Linked DNA regions of Danio rerio: region 2 is linked to region 1. A link is a contact called in public HiCAR-type data. All regions are on one chromosome and are shown on one strand. Each heading gives the region's core, a stretch centred on a gene start, on an enhancer-like site or on the middle of the called end of the contact. The rest is flanking DNA. Distances are from core to core; before and after follow the strand shown.

Region 1 (3,801 bases), core at 620-3,119:
TGTTTTTTGACCTTGTATGCATGTCAGCCTGTTATTGAAGACCCCCCCCCCCAAACTAAAATAATACCTTTTTAATGCATAATATGGGCTATTTCAGGGCACTTTTGACTTTGGAAATGCAAGCCTTATCAAGGTTACATGTACAGAATCACCTGTACTGTACTATACTGAACTGTTTCGCATAGTGGAAAAGAGCCAAAACACTGCAAATAAACATGTCAATTTAAGGTTGAGGAATAAAAAAGTGTGAATGTTTAGTAAAATTGAGTTGCCATAAATTTGAGAATCTGGCTAAACTAGTGTAGTCATGTGTGACTTGGGGGGGCTGGAGGAAGGGTGAGGCTCTCAGACAGCAGTGAGCTAATGTGCAGTAATGCTTGGTTACAGATGTAAACACATGCATATACTTTAATCATTACAGAAATGTCGGCCCACAAGCCACATGCTACAGCCACACAGACTGCCATAACAACAAACTTTTGGTTCTTTTCTAATGACTCACTGACCATGAATTTAAAAACCCTTTCGCCGGTTCTCCTCAAGGTCAAGAATTTTAAGTCGATTATTAATGTGCTAAACAATGCACACTATTTGTGTTGATATATGTAGAAAAAATGGCTTATTTCTTAATTATTGTGAGTACTTAGATGCTGCCACATAGCCTGGGCAAAGGTTTTCTGTGAACTTGACTCACATTCACTCTTTTGCAACACATTACCGGAAATCTTCAGGTAGAGGCCTGTACTGTACGGTATCTCGGTCAATAACCAGGTGTCCTGTGATTACACATACTGCCAAACGTTGCGTAATGCAGTCACACTTTCACTTGAATGTAACAATTATGCTAAAATTCAAGTTGTTTTTAATGTATCTACAGACGGCGAGAAAACCTTTAACCTTATAGAGCAATCAAAGCGCTAAGCCTTTGAAAATGCTCCAAAAAAAGATCATCTCCTTATCTTATCTCAAAGTATTTTAACAGCTCTGTCATTCAGTTTGGGGAGTAAACGGGTGTGTTCACGAAGAAATCCTTCAGATGTTTCCGAACATGAAGCTACAGCTCTGTCTCTCTTTTTTTTCCACAGCAAAAGAAGACATACCTGGAGCGCAGCGTTAAAGATGCGGAGGACAACATCAGGGAGATGCTGATGTCTAGAAGGGCCCAGTAAAACTCTCTCTCACACACACACACACACACACACAAATAATGTATAATCTCCATCACCTTTGCACACCATGCCCTTAGTTTGAACATGCTTTTGCGTGTATTGGAGAACACTCGTGACAGTCGAACTTGCATTTGTCAGCTGAACACAGGAAGTTTATTTTAGGTTAATAGTTAAATCTGAATGTACTGTTGACCGCAATGTTAATACTAACTAGTGTGACCTCTGACACCTGAGGATCTACTTAAGTCTTAAGTTATTGATGTTTTCTTTTGCTGTTCATTTGTTTTTCCTATGGTTTCGTAATGAATCAACAGTTTTTTTAATGTAAGCAGATGGTAATAAAGGTGACTGTTTTGAGACGGCAAATTTGTTTTTGCGTGTGTCTGTGTCATGTAAAGCACACAGTAATTTAGATATGATCTGAATGATGTGGTGCTTATTTCTGAGGGATTACAGTGTTTGTGTTTGCGATTTTACATCACTGGTTTCCTGTCAGTCCCTCTGGACGTCCTCGTCTCGACTCTCTGTCTCTCTTCTGATGTTGGACTGGTGTCTTTTTGTATGAACTTGTGAAATGGACGCAGCATTGAAAGTGGAAAAACAGAAATTCCCCAGACTTCTGTTTAAGTCTTCTCCAGACAGCGCTTCCTGTGTGTTTCCTGCAGGTCCGTCTGTGTCTCAATTCTTCATGATGCAGATGTGCGTCTGCTTGATATCCTGCCTTCCTCATTAGGGAGCGGAGTTGCGTGAATAACGGGATGGGGGAGGGGTTTTTCTTATTATGAAGCTTTGTAATTGATGAGGTCATTGTTGTGCCATCCAATAAGTTTTGGGCTTACATGGTGATTTATATTGCATCATTCTGATTGGTCAATCGAGGCATTGCCTGTTAGATTTGTTAATGTACTTTTTTAATATAATATAATATAATATCATAACATTATACAATACAAGTGTTGTTTATAATTGTATTATTTATATGCTGTTATAGTATTTAATATTATTTAATCTTTAAATTTTGGTCATTTGAAAATATATTTTTGTAGGGCTTCATTTTACTTCCACTTTTTCAAAATTTTGTCCCAAAGCAATGTTTCTAACATTTCTATTTTTCCGGGTTATTATTAAAACCATAAAACTAAAATAATTTTTTTATATACTTAAAAGAGACATTAACTTGTGTATACATAAATTATAAATGTTAATTATAAATAATTAGCCTTAAAACTAATATAAAAATTTGACATTACCAAATTACTAAAACTTAGAATTAAAATTGAAATCAGTCTGAATCTAAAAAAAAACCTAACAATTTAGTAAAGAAAACAATTGCTACTCGACAATACAAAAACAATTATGTTACCAAAAATTATATGGGGGCGTCATGAAGGCGCAGTGGGTAGCATGATCGCCTCACAGCTAGAAGGTCGCTGATTTGAGTCTCGGCTGGGTCAGTTGGAATTTCTGTATGGGGTTTGCATGTTCTCCCAATTTTGGCGTGGGTTTCCTCCGGGTGCTCCGGTTTCCCCCACAGTCCAAAGACGTGCGCTATAGCTAAATTTAATAAGCTAAATTGACGGTAGTGTATGTGTGGGAATGGCAGTGTATGGGTGTTTTCCAGTGATGGGTTGCAGCTGGAAGGGCATCCGCTGCGTAAAACATGTGCTGGATAAGTTGGCGGTTCAATCCGCTGTGGCGACCCCAGATTAATAAAGGGACTAAGCCGAAAAGAAAATGAATGAATGAATGAATAAAAATGAAATGGCAATGTGCTTTTAATTTTTCTGATTTATATCTTACACAAACACTACCTGTCCACTACCTGCTGTAGCTTATTGCCACTCGATATTAGTTTTATGACAGCTCAGTAAAATGCTTAGTTCTGATTGGTCAATCACTCCAGTGTACATCAGACGTTAGTCTGGTTGTTTCAGGCAACCAATTTCCTGTGCTAGTTGTGCAAATATTCAGTCTCTGAAATCACGTCTCTTCATATTATCAGTCATATTATCTCATGTTATGTCATATTATGTCTGTTTATCCACAATTACATTATAATTAGTGAAGGCTTCTAGTTATTTTCTGTCTAAAAACAGCTTGTAATGCTGTATAATATTAGTTTGTTTGTTTGCTTTATTTATAGAGCACATTTAAAAAACAGATGTTGATCAAAGTACTTTACAAAACAATCAACATACACAATCTATACTGTGAAACTCAAAAAGTTAAGGTAACTCAAACCGTTTGTAGAAACCGACTGCAATAAATCATTTAAGTTCAAAAACTAATCCTAATGAGTACTGTGTACTTCATCCATTTGAGTAAACGAAGCAATTTGAGCATAGTAAAACCCTATAAATGAAGAGAACTCAAACCAACTGAGGACTGTAAAACCCAATAAGTTAAGGCAACTCAAACCATTTGACTTAAAAAACTAATCTATATGAGTACTGTGAACTTACTCCATTTAAGTTGAAGTAATGAGGTGTTTAATAAACTCATTACCTTCAACACTGAGTTCAAAAATCTTTTCAAATGAGTAGAATTAACTTTTGAGTCAGTAAATTTTGAGGTAACTAAACTCTTTTCAATTGAAAAAGTTGATTGTTGGGTTTTACAGTGTGTGTGTTTT
Region 2 (3,835 bases), core at 1,212-3,711, 46 kb before region 1:
TTTTATATTAAAAAGTCCACATAATTTATTATTTTTTACAGTAATGTTTTACATCTTATTAACTATATTTCCTATTTATTAACTATAATATTAACTCTAGTTATTTCTAGTTATTTTTTACAAATAAAGGAGTTAAAATTCTAAAACTTCTAAATGCCGTCTAAAATTTACTTCTAAACGGACTCTTGTGTGTGGGTTCAGTAATTTCACATGTATGTTGATGATTTCCATTGCATGTAAAGTGGAAAAACAGAAAATGAATATAGGAAGTGGAGAAAAATGCTTGTTTTTGAAAGACATTTGAGGTGTGATTTAGAGGTTTTTGCATCTGAACTCTCAAATATAAGTATGTATGCGTGTCTATGTGTTGTGTGTGTTTATATAGAGAGATTTAATTAGTTTTAAACATGTCTAAGTAGTTTTTGTTTACTTTTATAGTATAATATCTTGCTTTTATTAAAATAAATGAAAATTCCAAACATTTATATATACATTTTTAATAAATGTTTTTCAGGATAAAGAAAGCCAAAAGGTCATGTGACCCATGGATAGACAGCACTATACATCTCATCAAGGGCATGATTTCTGCATTATTCCTAGTGGTAATCATTATTTCTCCACAATCTTTGCACCTCTTCGTATTTGTTGTGCGCCCCTGATGTCCTGCAGTATTGGTGTCTGTCTAAACTGGCATGAAGGATGCTTTAAACACTGCCCCGTGTGCAGTACATGTACAGTACTGTCATGGAGATCATGCAGACAGGACTGAAAATGATGAATGTATCGCGACTTCAATCAAAGTTGCTTTTTTGTTCGTTGCTTATTTATTTATGTTGAAAAGCTGAGTTTCTGGTTTCTCCCATCAGTCTGAATCTGTAGTACTGTCAAAAACGCCACAAAGCACTTGTAATTATTTATTTATAATGTATTTGTTATTTATTTTGATACGTAACAATTGTGTGTACTGAATGCACTGCGAGTTTTGTAAATGTGTTTTTATTGTATAGATATTTATTATCGATGAATACAATCAATTAATGTTCTAATAGGACTGAAGTTGCATCGCAAACTTTACAATCGCATTCGGAGGACAGTACGGTTTGAATAATATTTTAGCTAAACTGTGAATTAAACATTTGCGAATGCAATCAAATAAATGTACTCTGCAGGAATGTCAGACGCAGGGCTTAAGCCTTTTTTATATGTATTACTGAGAAAGTGTAGCTTAAATTAAGTGAAATAAAATGGAATACGTTTATTAGTGTGTTTGTTTTATGCGTTTAGTATAAATTACATGATTTCATGTACTAATTTCAAGCAATGGTAACAAATTTCTGCTGTTTAATAAACTATTGTGACTTTCTAAGTGTCTCTTATTTTTGTTGAAAACCTGGGAAAGATTCATAAGTGGCACCGTATTTGTCACAACTAATTAATTCATTCATTTTACTTCGGCTTAGTCTCTTTATTTATCAGGGGTTTGCCCCAGTGGAATGAATCACTAACCAGCACATGTTTTACACAACAAATGCCCTAATAACTGCAACCCAGTACTGGACAAGATACATAAACACTCATTAAATTCACACACATACAGTACCAATTTAGTTTATTCAATTCACTGCATGTCTTTGAACTGTGGGGGAAACCGGCGCACCCTGAGGAAACCCACGCCAACATGGAGAGAACATGCAAACTCCAAAGAATTGCCCACTGACCCAGCTGGGACTCGAACCAGAGATCTTCTTGCTGTGAGAAGACAGTGCTATCCACTAAGCCACCGTGTCGTCCCACAACCAATAATAAAACTATTTTTATTATTTAGATTTACTATTTTTTATTTATAAAATTTTAGTGTGTCGGATATAAATCTGCAGATATACAGATGTATGTTGTAAAGTTTAAACACTCACTGTGTGAAGTTATAAAAATATTGTGTTGTCATTACTACATCTGATATACTTGTCTTTAGCTTGGAGATTTAAGTCTCAAGTTGGTTTACCATCATTTGTCTCCTGAGGAAACCAAACAGAGTGTTAACAGGAGTTAAAATGCAGAACATACACGACTTTACAATACAAAACAACACGTTAATAGTAATAAAAAAATCTTGAGCAATGTTGCCACTGGGGTGACACATTTTACATGTAGCACACAATAATAGACACTAAAAATAAGTCCGCTTAAAGTCCGCTTAAATTAAGAGTCAGCTTCTAAACATTTTGACGCTAACATTGGTATAACGCTGAAACCTTTATCATATACTGTCATTTCTGTTGCACTGTTTTGAGATTGAAAGTAGTCCACAAACTTACCGTGTCTGCAAAACTACCGAGCTGCCTTTTTAGTGAACATTTATTGTGGATTGCCTGCCTGTCTGACATTGAAAATGTTGTCTATGTAGGCCGCTCACTAGGTTTTGCAACAAGCTCTTTGTTTCGCGCATGCGCAGGGACTCGTACCACTTAGCATCATGGCGGCTCCCGTAGACCTCGAGTTGAAGAAGGTAAAGGGTGGTTTTTGGTTTTATATCTAAAAACCAAACAGAGTTGTTACTTTGTTATGATAAAATACTGAATAAATGTTATTAAGCTTTTGTGGAGCAGAAGTAAGGTATAAAACTGTTTAAGCAACGCGATCTGTCAGTGTGTAACGTAGGTGCATGCGAATCCTTTTAATGTGTATTGTTTGTTATAAAGATGTGCAACGTCATATTTATAGTTTACCACTGTAAATCCTTTAGAAATGAATATCCAAACACATATCAATCTATCAACACATCATTACATGCTATAGGAAGCTTTCAATATGGCTTATTCTTTAGTTTTTGCTTATCCATATATATATATATATATATATATATATATATATATATATATATATATATGACATAATTTGTTGAAATATAACTGTTACAGCTATAGGAAATGCTGGATTTGCTGTATTACATATGAATTTGATAAAAAATTTATTATTGTGCTGTCAAAAAGAGCTGTCAAATGTTTAATCATAATTAGTCACATGCAAAATAATATTTTTTATTTACAAAATATTTAGTGATGTCTATATTTATGTATATTTTATATATATTTATAGATTATATGTTGTGACTTTCTAAGTGTCTTATTTTTGTTCTAGAATTTATGTTGAAAACCTGGGAAAGATTTATTAGTGGCACCAAATTTGTCACAACTAATTCATTCATTCATTCATTTTACTTCGGCTTCTCTTTATTCATCAGGGGTCGCCACAGTGGAACGAATCGCCAACTTATCCAGCACATGTTTTACATAACGAATGCCCTACCAACTGCAACAACATATAACAACATATAAATTGTTTAAATATAACAGTTACAGCTATAGGAAATGCTGAATTTGCTGTATTACATATGAATGTGAAAAAAATGTTATTATTGTGCTGTCAAAAAGAGCTGTCAAATGTTTAATCGTAATTAGTAACATACAAAATAATATTTTTTATTATATCTATAGATGATTTATTATTATAAAAATACAGTTATATTTATGTATAATTAGTATTATATGCAAACATTAATGATAGATAATTATAAATAAACATTTTTTTTTAAATGAATGTGTATTAATATATTAATATATACATAAGATATTTTATTTGCATTCATTTTGCAATGCAATAATCACAATTACTCATTTGATGACACATACAAATTATAAATATAAAGCTTTTATAAATAGAAACAAAATCTGTGTTATTTCCAGGATATCTGTGGGGTCTTAAAAAGTCTTAAAATGTCTTAAATCTCAAAAACAAAATTTTAGGCCTTAAAAAGTATTAGATTTACTAAAATATT

The links. HiCAR-type assays count read pairs that join an accessible place to other places.
Region 2: a contact with region 1 is called in a HiCAR-type map of caudal fin, with 3 times the contacts expected there. The contact joins the promoter of pfdn1 here to the enhancer-like site in region 1. A contact is called at or near these places in 6 of 18 Hi-C or Micro-C datasets (caudal fin, embryo, gastrula embryo and 2 more) and 1 of 4 datasets of contacts at active chromatin or transcription factors (caudal fin).

What each region holds. Positions count from the first base shown.
Region 1 is chr21:32,767,154-32,770,954 of GRCz12tu, reverse strand. It overlaps pfdn1 (prefoldin subunit 1), which reads left to right. Exons shown (of 4, transcript NM_001013344.1): 4 at 1,086-1,532. The coding sequence ends at 1,169. Among named protein-coding and RNA genes, the nearest start is that of slc23a1, 4.8 kb to the right of the region's middle. Within about 2 kb of position 1,869, at least 9 of the 62 cell types and tissues checked have an H3K27ac peak or open chromatin away from gene starts, as enhancers often do.
Region 2 is chr21:32,813,269-32,817,103 of GRCz12tu, reverse strand. It overlaps pfdn1 (prefoldin subunit 1), which reads left to right and starts at 2,461. Exons shown (of 4, transcript NM_001013344.1): 1 at 2,461-2,506. The coding sequence starts at 2,474. It overlaps hbegfb (heparin-binding EGF-like growth factor b), which reads left to right. Exons shown (of 6, transcript NM_001100401.2): 6 at 515-1,363.